Linked DNA regions of Rattus norvegicus: region 2 is linked to region 1. Evidence: chromatin contacts called from public Hi-C data. All regions are on one chromosome and are shown on one strand. Each heading gives the region's core, a stretch centred on a gene start, on an enhancer-like site or on the middle of the called end of the contact. The rest is flanking DNA. Distances are from core to core; before and after follow the strand shown.

Evidence for each region. Hi-C and Micro-C count contacts between places; a contact is called where the count stands out from the background.
Region 2: a Hi-C map of hepatocytes shows a contact between it and region 1, with 1.8 times the contacts expected there. The contact joins the promoter of Pxylp1 here to the enhancer-like site in region 1. A contact is called at or near these places in 9 of 12 Hi-C or Micro-C datasets (the Rat2 cell line, Schwann cells, frontal cortex and 5 more).

The regions. Positions count from the first base shown.
Region 1 is chr8:106,297,434-106,302,938 of GRCr8, forward strand. It overlaps Pxylp1 (2-phosphoxylose phosphatase 1), which reads right to left. Exons shown (of 6, transcript NM_001007710.1): 6 at 1,870-4,097. The coding sequence ends at 3,160. Among named protein-coding and RNA genes, the nearest start is that of Pxylp1, 64 kb to the right of the region's middle. Within about 2 kb of position 2,963, at least 16 of the 93 cell types and tissues checked have an H3K27ac peak or open chromatin away from gene starts, as enhancers often do. A contact at or near this core is called in hepatocytes, kidney and liver, where this site is marked.
Region 2 is chr8:106,362,864-106,368,270 of GRCr8, forward strand. Pxylp1 (2-phosphoxylose phosphatase 1) reads right to left here and starts at 1,740. Exons shown (of 6, transcript NM_001007710.1): 1 at 1,698-1,740.

The DNA of each region.
Region 1 (5,505 bases), core at 1,713-4,212:
TGAGGCCAGTCTGGTGTATAGACCAAGTTCCAGGAACACAGAGAAACCCTGCCTCTAAAAAACAAAACAAGGGGTTTGGGATTTAGCTCAGTGGTAGAGCATTTGCCTAGCAACCGCAAGGCCCTGGGTTCAGTCCCCAGATCTGAAAAAAAGAAAAAAAAACCCAAAAATTATTAATCAGTTTTATTTTTGTGTTTCGCTAGTATGAAGGTATGTGGACCATTTGTGTGTCTGGTGCCCACAGAGGTCAGAAGGTGTCACATCTGGAGAACCAGAGTTGGGAACACACACCATATGACCATGTAGGTGCTTAGAACTGAACCCAGGACCTCTGGAAGAGGACCAAGTGCTCTTAACCACTGAGTCATCTTCCCAGCCCCCTAAAAATATGCCCTTAAAACCAAGTTCTGTAACAATAGATCTAGAATGACCTTGTTCCTACTTTTAAGCTATCCATATTTGGGCAACCACATAGAAAATTTCAGAGCAATGGTTGTCCAACAGTTCACAGTACACGGAACAGTACACGGTTTCAGAGGCTGTGTATCGTGCCTTATCTGATGTTGGTCCACCTTTCTATAAACTCCTTAGGATTTCTAACATCGTTTCTCTCGCATGCTACAGTAAGTATCCTCATACAGGTGGCCTCTAGATAGCTCTGAGACCAAGATCAGAGCATGGAACATTGAGGCCCATCCCTCAACCTTCGGAGATGGGAGGGGCCGAAGCCATACTGATCACCAAGTGGCCAAAAGCATAATCAATTATGCCCATGTGATGAAGTCTTCATAAAACCCAACGGACCGGGCTTGGAGAGCTGGGCAGCTAGATACAGGAAATTAATAGACCATGGCTCAGCAAGACAGCAAGACAGCGTTGGAAGCCCTGTACCCTCCCCCACGTCATATGCATCTCTTCCTCAGCAACACCCCGTGTAATAAGCTGCTGTTTCCCTGAAGCTCTGCGATGGCTCGAGCCCAGGGGATGGAGGTGAGCGGACATAAATTCATGGCCAGTTGGTCAGAGGCACAGGCAAAACCTGCCAACTGAAGATTATTGTGTGTGACAGTTTTGGGTGCTCAACCGGTGCTCTGACACCATAGGTACATACATATCTCAGGACGGAACTGGAAGGCATCCAGCTGCAGAATCGATTGCTCCCTGTGTGGCCGGAAAGCCCGTGCACACCCGCTCCAGTGTGTGGAGAGAGCAGAGTGGGAGAAACTGAGGCTCAACTGAACCCGAGATTGCTTCTTCCCTATAAGGCCGAGCTTCACTTTGGAAGTTGTTACTCAGGATTATTTTCCAGAGCATATTCATTTTAATATAAAAACATGACGCTAGCTACATACGTGTGCGCTCCCAGACCAGTCATGAGTGATGCCATTAGATCAATTCCAAGATTCCAAGGTCTGGGAGTGCACGTGCATACGAGTCGGCCTCACATTTTGCATTAAAATTAATCCGCTGTGGAATGAAGGTTTTTAGAACTCTGCCCTTTGAGCTGCCAGTGTCTCAGGAGGTAAAACCGTCTTCTATGAACTTTGATGTTGGCTCTTATCCAAAATACTCACTGTTACAACAGAGTAAGAGTATCATGAGTTGGTGTTTTTAAAATTCCCTCTTTTTACTTTTATTTTTAAATCTTCAAGCTGTGTTTAGCAGTTCTAAATCAGACAGCTTGTGAGTAGGAGAAAGAAACCCGAATAGGCTTTATATATGAGAGAGAGAGAGAGAGAGAGACGGGGTGGGGTGGGGTGTACAGTTTTCAGGGCTATGTCAAGCAGTTAAAGTGAAATTTTAAAACACTGCTTCTCCCTTGTAAAGAACCTGGGGGGTGAACAGATACACACCATGAGTTGTACAGGCTAAGAATTCAAAATTTTTTATTTCTAAAAACAAAACGTGTTCCAATGCAACACCAGACACAGAGGAAGAGGAAGGCTGGCGTGCCGATGCTGCAGAACCAATGCCGCCCACATGGCCCTGTCTTCAGAACGAGCTAGCACCATTGACCGAGGAACCACGCAGTCAGTTGTGATCACGCCTGATATATAAAACATTTTAGAAAGATTATTTAACTATGGAATAACAATTTTTTTCTAGAAACCTCTTTAAAAATCGATTGGAATTTGGCATTTGAAATAGACGAAAATGGTTTAAAAATGGACCTAATTCTACAGCTTGTCAAAAGGAATGAGTCATTAGTTATTTATTTTCGGAGGGGGAAAAAAGAGAGAGTGTCCAAATTGAGCTTTTGGCCTCCTTCCAACCACCAAGCAGGTGCAGTAAATTGAATATTTCTATAGGAATCTGAACACATCTAAAACTGGTCTCAGAAAATATTTTCCTAGACTATAAAAATACTAAATGGGATACAAAAGCCCAGCAGTTTGCAGCCAGTAGACTACAGCAGACAAACACCTAAGACACACGTAAAGCTATTTTGTGCCATGATCCTCATGAGCATCAAGTGCTGTAATAGTTATTCCTACGCGCTTTCTCACCCAGGGCCATTGACCCAACCCTGTGCTTCTAGCAGACGCTCCCAAAGGACCTGCCGCACTGCGGCCCCGCTGGCTCCCAAGGAGCGGGAGTCCAACGGCACAGGCTGCTCTTCAAGGTGAGTCAGCAAACAGCCAGCGGCCAGAGCTGGCTGCCGCCTATTCTGCCCACTTACATATGGCCAACCAGCGCACAGCCGAGAAGATCTGACAGGGAGAGATTCTCCGTGACCTTTAGGGCTACCAAGTCTAAGACAGTGATCTTGTGGTCCCTCCAGACAAAGGCTGCCGGGCACACTTTGAACTCGTTCCTCTGGGAAAATTTCCACACAAGGTGAAGGTGAATGTCCGAGATTAAGAGGACTTTGGCAGAGGTTTGCTGGTTCATGGCAGGCCAAAAGTTATATAAGGTTGGCTTGGCAACTGTGAGTGCTGAGCCGAATGCTGGCATTCTAAGCTGCGCACGGCTGTGAGAACGTGCCTTCCTTCCTCTGTGAACCGGCTATTTTGTACCAAGTAGTATACGGTATGTGTTCCCGTTTGTCTCGCCCATGAGCATGATCACCCCACCTAATCTGCACCGTTAGAACTCCATACCTTGACATCTTAGCAACAGACAGAACCAGCAAGCAGACGCGGCTGTGCTGAGTACCTCTTAGGCCCCTTCCCCGTGGCATGCATCGTAATAGTTAGTACTGCTGCCATCCAGGGCTACAAACATATCCCTTTTGACAAAGCGGACCAAGTTCTCCAGAGGACACATGGGCTTGGGAGAGTGCTTGTGGAAGTCATGGCAGAAGGAGGTGTGGAAGGTGACGTCAGCCCCATTATAAAGAATCCGGACGGAATGCTCGCTGGGCTTTTGACGGTCTTGCCAGAGCTCAAAAACCAGCCTGGCAGCAAACCTTGGGAACCTGGCTTCCAAAAGACCCAAGGCACTGAGGATGGGTGACAGGGTGACGTCGTGAGCAGAGTAGAGGGTGAACAGCTCGTCCCTCCAGCCCAAGGCAGCGCGCTGCATCCGGTTAACCGTCTGATTCAGGATGGGGTGGGCCCCGAGGAGGGAGTACCCAAAGTACAGGAGCTTCTCGTGCCTCTCTCGCTCATCCTCTATCTGGTGCGTCTTGATCACCTTAAAGTGCTCCATGCCAAGGCAGCCACTTCTGCTGCAGGGGAAGCTGACATTGTGGCAGAAGTGGCAGAGCATGGAGTCGATGGGGTTGGCCGCCCGGAGCTGCTTGGTGGGGATGTCCACGATCTTGGCCATCTCCCCGTAGGTCCTCTCTAGGTCGCTGTTCTTCAGACGGAGCAGGTACTGGCGTCGCTGTTCCTTCTCCAGATACTGGTTTCTTAGCGGGCAGTAGCAGCTTCCAGAGCAGAACAGAGCACTTGGTTGGTGCTTGAAGTAGACCTTCTTCCAGTCGAACTCTGGGAGGAAGCCATAGAGCAAGGCTAGCCCACTCTGCAGGGTGCGGCTCTTCCCCGTGGTCTCTAGGTAAAGCTGGTCTGAGGACCAGTTGTTCGGCAGAAGCTTGTGTTTCCTCAGATAGATGTCCCTCAGCAGCTGGCCATTCTGCAGATGCTGCACGACTCCTGCAACACCAGGGGACACAGAGACTTTCTTACTGCACGTTTAGCCAAAGGGCCACAAAGGACCAGCGCCCATGTCTGGCATGTTCAATACCAGTTAAAGTTAATGGGATGAGGTCTGTTTCCCCAAAGGGAAGTAGAGGTCGGGAGAAAAGCTTTGTGTCAGCTAGTGTGAGGATGGGTAGAGGTTTGTGACAAGGACAGCCCTTGTCACAAACCTCTACCCACTGGACTCCCCATTTCCCTAGGGCCAGCAGAGACTAGGAATCCTGCATCTAGACTGTAATTAGCAAGTACCTGAGGAAAGGTGTCTGTGTCCATGAGGAACACAGCATCCTCAGGAAGGGATGGCTACGTGAAGTCTGCCTTACCTGCCAACACCTGCTTTCTGCCTACTTTACTTACACCTGGGTTGGTCCCTCCTGGCCCTGTTTCCACTGTAACTGACTGAAGGCCCTGTTAACCTCTGGGGCCTGTTGTCCTGTTAACCTCTGGGGCCTGCAGGGGCTTTCCAAGCTCAGCCAATTAGTTCACACTCTGCAAGTTCAGACATCCAGACAGAGTGTTTTAAGAACCATAAAGGGGTCAGTGTGTTTATCATGCCCCCTTTAAGTGAAAAAGAAGCAAAAGCAAGAAAGTGTGTTCACAGCTGCTTCGGAATGGAGGGTGCAGAAGTGAGGTGGGTGGAAAGTGGGAATAAGACTTTTTTACCTTCCCTTTAACGCTTTCTGAGCTTTGTACAACAGTGAATGAACAGTTTACAGAAATGAGAAAGCTTTATCCATAAGCAGGAAAGGGCAACCCAAAAGAAAGAAAAAGGCAGGCTTGCCCTCCAGCCTGCAGAATGTGAGGGACTGCCATCTCAGTAATGGGTGGGAATCCTCTGAGGATGCGAACTGCACACAGTGTGACCAGCTACGTCATTTATGTTCAGGTGTCTGAATGGTTTGGACAGTTCCACCCCCAAATGAGGTGGGCACCTTTACCTGCTGGGCCATCTTGTCTACCTCCAGATATATTCTCGAGTAGTGAAACTGAATACAGAAGTGAGGGGTCAGTAGGATACCAGGGCATGTTCACGGGAAGAAAAGTTAGCACCAAGAGTCTGTTTCTTTTTTATTTTTTTTTCTTTTCTTTTTTTCGGAGCTGGGGACTGAACCCAGGGCCTTGCGCTTGCTAGGCAAGCGCTCTACCACTGAGCTAAATCCCCAACCCCCTTTTTTATTTTTTTAAATTATTATTTTATGGTATATATTTGCCTGCATGAATGTATGTGTACCTGCTGTGTGCCTGATGTCCGAGGAAGTCAGAAGAGGGTGTCAGATCCCCTGAACTGGAGTTATGGATGGTTGTGAGTCTACTTGTGGGTGCTGGGAACTAAACTGAACCCGGATCCTCTGCAAGGGCAGCC
Region 2 (5,407 bases), core at 490-2,989, 64 kb after region 1:
TCAGGTCCTAAGGTCCACCGGAGTCCCGCAGGTATTCCTAGCCAGAAGGACTCCTGAGAGCTGCCTATCACTGTGAGGACAAGAAGATTCATACAGGAATCTGTGAACACTCAGAAGGGCCCTGCTGAACCCCCCTCTGTTCTTGGCTAATTACCTATCTATTCAATAGTAAAGGAATATTGAACTAATCACCAGAGCCATCAAAGAAAAACCACAGATTCAGAGGGGGCGATTCCACAGCCCAGAGTGCTGTACTCCAGGTGGTCCACAATGCCACTGGTACACATTTGCAGTCTCTCAAAGGTATCTGTGAGGGTGGACTGGCCCAGAGCCAATCCTAAAAGAGAAATACCCTTTATATGTTCTTTCTCTGAATAGGCAATTAATTTAATCTAAAACTTAATGAAAGACCCCAGAAGGGAAGGGGTGAATGCACACACTGGCTGTCACCATGCCATCTCCACTTCTCTCCGGGGACCAGGAGGCTTTCCAAGCCATCTGCTTTAAATCCTCTTCCCACAGATGTCACCACAGGGCACCAACACCTCTGAGGAGGGGGCTGGTGCCAAGCCCGACCGACAGTTCCAGAGGGTAGGCTGGGCTCAGCACTGTCTATTCCATAGTCAGGGTCCAGCCCCGGGGCCTGTCGCAAAGAGCAACAAATGTCCCTAAGCAGTGGAACTCTCCCAGGGCCCCTCCTTGGTCACTCACCCCACATTTCCCTATCCACACCAGATCTGATCCAAATTCTTAACTGGTTTTACCTGTTGAATGTTTAGAAAGCATCCTTGCCTTCCCACAAAGACACTGGCCCACCCAAGAGGGTACAGTTACATTCCCTTGTGCTTTCCAGAGCCGTGGTGAGTGAGAGTGGAGATATGGCTCCATTCCCCCAACATCACCAAACCTTCCCCATACACAGGTACTACTTGAAAGCCAGTCGCAGCCGCAAAGAAAACCTGCTCCATATTTGTGTGTGGCAAAGCCGGCTTCTTTTTTAGAAATCGAAACCTATTCAAGTTCACCAAGCAAAAGCAACGAAGTAAGCACACTGTCCTAAGCAGATCATTAGAGCAAGCTTAACCTGCATGTGTGAAGTGGCCCTCGGCTGGGCCCTGGGCTCTGACGCCGCGGACCACAGGTAGCTGAAGAAGCACCAGCCCCACCCCCGGGGGCAGGCCGTGAAGTTGCAGCTGCCTTTTACCTGGACACCGCTGCTTTGGGACAGTCGGGAGAAGGGGGACCCCGGAGCTCAGATTCCCGTTGCGTCGCTCAGCAGGGGCGCGGGGGCATAGTGGGACCCTGTTGGGGTGGCGGCGGGGACCGTAAGAGCAGAGCGGGGAGGGAAGAGGCGAGCGTCAGGCAACCGGAGGAGGTAGGCGTGGGAGGGCTTGCGGGAGAAAAGGGGGTGTGTGGGCAGGCTTCTAGGGTGCAGGGCTGAGAAAGGGGAGACGGATCGGAGGGACTGGGACCCTCGACGCGGGGAGGGGCGTGGGGAGAGGTGGAAACTGGGGAGCGCGTAGATAAGGGAAAGAGCTTGTTGGTGGGGATCACACCCGCGGCTTGGAAGCCCGCCCCTGCCTCCCGATCCCCGCATCACGGAGACCTCTTTGGGGTCGCCACCCCGAGACCCCAGACACAAGCCCGCCCTGCGAGGAGCTTCACAACCGCTGGGGCCCGGCGCGCGACGCACTCACCGCCTACGGTCCGGGCCTCCGTTGCTCTGCGTAGGGTTCTCCGCCGGCAGCCAGCTCCTCCTGGCGGGAGTGCAGGCGGCGGTGGCGCGCACAGGCCGCCGGACTCAGGGTTCCGCAGCGCCCCCTGCCGGGCCCGCCGGGTCCCTGCCCGGCCCGACGCGCTCAGGGCGCCCTGGAGCTCCGCCCCGCAAGCGGCGGTGCGGGACCTGCGGGCTGCGGCGACCGGCACTCCGGGCCTTGGAAGCGGACACGGTCTCGGAGTGTCCAAACTGCCATCCGGACAGGCTCCGGGCGTGCCGTCCGGGTCGTGGAAAGCACGCGCACTCGGAGCGCACAAGGCCTGTGCTTCTCCCTACGCCGGACTTAGGACCTGGGAGGGTACCATGGCCCGGGACACGGCCCTAGACCCGTCCCAGCCTTGGCGTGGGTGCTGTGGGACTGCGTGCTTGACTCCGCGCCGCGGATCTAATCGCTGAAGTGCGTGCTCCGGTGCCGCGCGGACTCAAAACTGTCAAGATCCTAGCCACCGTGCCACCTCCACCCAAGCGCCTGTCCCGCGCTTCTCTTCCGGCGCGGGCCACATCCGGCCTGTGTACTCTAGACCTCGCTGTAGTTTCGTCCCTAAAGGCCTGTAGGCACCCTTGAGAGGCGCGGCTGAGTCTGGGGGCGTTCCTGCATGGCCCTAGGGCTGGCCGCCACCGAGGACCCGCGCAGGACTCATTCTGCAATGCTATGTTGTTTTATGTTTTATGGGTTTTTTTTGTTTTTGTTTTTGTTTTTTCAAATGCCATCAGAGAAGGATCTCACCAACCGCAATTGTGAGATTGTCTTTGTTGTCAGTTCCAGGACTACAGTGCTACCCTTGTGCTTCTCTCGACTGAACCTGAGCAAAATAGGTGCAATTAGCCACTATTTCCAATATGTGGACAGTCCTAGATTCAATGCTATCACAAGGGTGAAAGGTTCCGGGGCAGCACATCACTTGATGTTCCCCTAACTCGTTCGATAATAACTAAATCAAAACACCTAATAACTTACACATATTTATATTTACCTCCAACTTTCCCCCCCCCCCCTCAAATCAGCTAGATTCTACTTCCTTGGTCTGAATTCCATTTACACCCCGTGGTACAGCCATCTGGGTGGGATGCCTTCTCTGTCCAATGCCTTGATGGCCAGCTGGCACTTACCTGAGGACACTAGCTACTAGCCAATTCTATCCCTCTCACCGTGCTACCCAGACTCAACATTGCCTTCAGCCTGCTTCTGCCTTGAGTGCTATTGACACCTTTTCTCCAAGACATGAGTACAACATCTCACTCCCCCTTAAATTCCTACTTGGGCTGGCCCTCAAGGACCTCCACAGTCCAGGCATCCTACCCAACATGATCTCCTCCTTCCCTCCACAGATTCTGACAGTTCTAATTCCAAATTCCACTCCTTCACAAGTCACACAGGCCACAGATGCCAGACAACTCTATCCACACTAGCCCAAAGCAAAAAGTAAATAAATAAATAAATAAAAATAAAAATAAATCAGAAAAAAAAGTGTAGGCCATGTCAGCTTCAGGCCTGGAACTTTGACCCCAGACACTTTTTGCTTTCTCTCAAGTCTACCACCCTTTCAGGACCACAGGAGTCTCCAGCAGACCCAGGCTCACAACTCTTCCTCCAACACAAAACCAGCCTCTCTCTCTCTGCAAACTACCCAGGCCTGGTTTTGTTCTTCTGGATTGAGCCCATGTTAGTTCTGTGTCATGACTTCTGTAACCCATAGGGGTCCGATCCCTTTCTTGGCTATGTACTCATCCTTCACGTGGGATATGTGGACAGTCTTAGATTCAATACGATCACAAGAGAATGAAAGGTAACTCAGGCACCATTTCTCTACAAAGATCTGCCACGCTTCCTGTTGACTGGGGCATTCTCCTGGAAGTGCACACACTGGACGTGGGAACAGGCATCTCTGATTATGTCTTCCTCCACAGAGCTCTTAGGGGTTCTATCTTTGCACCCTCCTGCAATCTAGGTTAACACTTGATACCACGATCATCCCGGCATCACTTCCAGCATCTCCAGCCTCTTTCCCTCCTCCTCTATTCCCTGAAGACTTCGACATCCTTTCCACTCTGGAGAAAGCACCCTACCTCCTTTCCTGAGGACCTTTAAAGGGAAGAGTTTCCAGGGGAGGGAAAAGGAGAGGTCCCTACAGAGAAGCACGTCAAGCCTTCCTCTGCAGTGATGAAATGGGCGTCTGCCTGAGGCGGCTGGAGCCACTTGGCTAACAGCTGGGGAGGTAGTGCCAAAGAGTGTAGCTCCCAGACATCCTCAAGCAGGAAGGACGAGCGAGCAGATTCCTCTCATGCTGGACACCAGCGTTAATACTGGTTATCCAAATACATGCTCCAAATATCCCTTACTATCCTCCAAGTGAAATAAAAATTCTGTTTCTCTGGCCCTGGCAACCAAGAGAGTCCTGACCAGGACAAGCCCCAACCCAGCACAGTGTCACGAACTTCTGCAAAACAGCGCCTGTCACCATCATTACTCATCTGCTAGAGCAGCAAACTATGCCCCTGGGTGGCCATAAACCAGAGAACTAGCAAGGTACCAGCGACTCCCACCCTCCCTCCGCAGCTCCTTCTTGCCTGCTCCTTTGTCCTTCCTACACTCAGATTCCAGCCTCCAGAAAAACACCCAACATCAATTGAAAGCTTCTAAAAACACTGGGTGGGTGGCTCCAAGTCATAAATACTCTGCTAGGTAGCACACTTTGCCACTTTGCCCCAGCATCCCTACTTGGATTGGAGCAGCCATCAGCGAATGAACATCTCTTTGAGTCAATCTCCACTCTGGAGCAAAAGGCCTGCGAATATTTGCACAGCCTCCTTTGTCTGTGGACTTACAAAAACTGCTCTCCGGCCCTCCCTTCTTACAGGGGCACTGCCACAGTGTGCCTAGTCTGAGTTAACAAACGGCCATGCCAGCGTGTCTTCCTAGGGAGAAGACCAGGTTGTTTTATTTGAACCAGTTTCTACATTGCAAAGACCTGGATTGCCCACAGTTCTGCCTTATAGCCAAATCTATTAACCCCACAAAACATTTCTGCGCTGCCCACCAAAACGTTCAGACGGGCAATATTATTTCAAAAGTCCTCTTCCCTGTGGGTTTGGTTTCTCCCGTTATAACTAGAATGTTCATTCGCTACGGGAATGTGGAGAAATACTAAGTGCTCAAAAATTTAAAAATTAAGATAAAAAAATATTCAGGATAGATTCATATGTCGATTCATATGGCGGAGAACAGCAGACTGACTGATGTGTTTATAGCAAATGGAAATTGTCCTGTCTACCCCAACATCTGTAACCCCAGCACCTTGGAGGGATAAATATCAAAAGGTTAAAGGTCTGTCCTTAGGTGGCTGCACAACTGCCCTTCCTAATACAGGCTCATGTTTTAGAAAGGCAGAAGCCTGCCCAGCTCCAGGGTGGTCTGTACTCATTTGCGCATGCATGATTCCTTCTCCTTACTACCAGCTGTGGCCCCTCCCCCACCCCCAACAGGCTTATTATAAAAGCCCCTTCCCACTCCTGGGAGCAACGAGGGAGGGCGAACTCATTTCCCCCATCTATCTGGGGGAAATTTAATTATAAAGTCAAATCTGGAAGAACAGAACACAAAATAACCACATTAAATAAAAAAACAGAAGA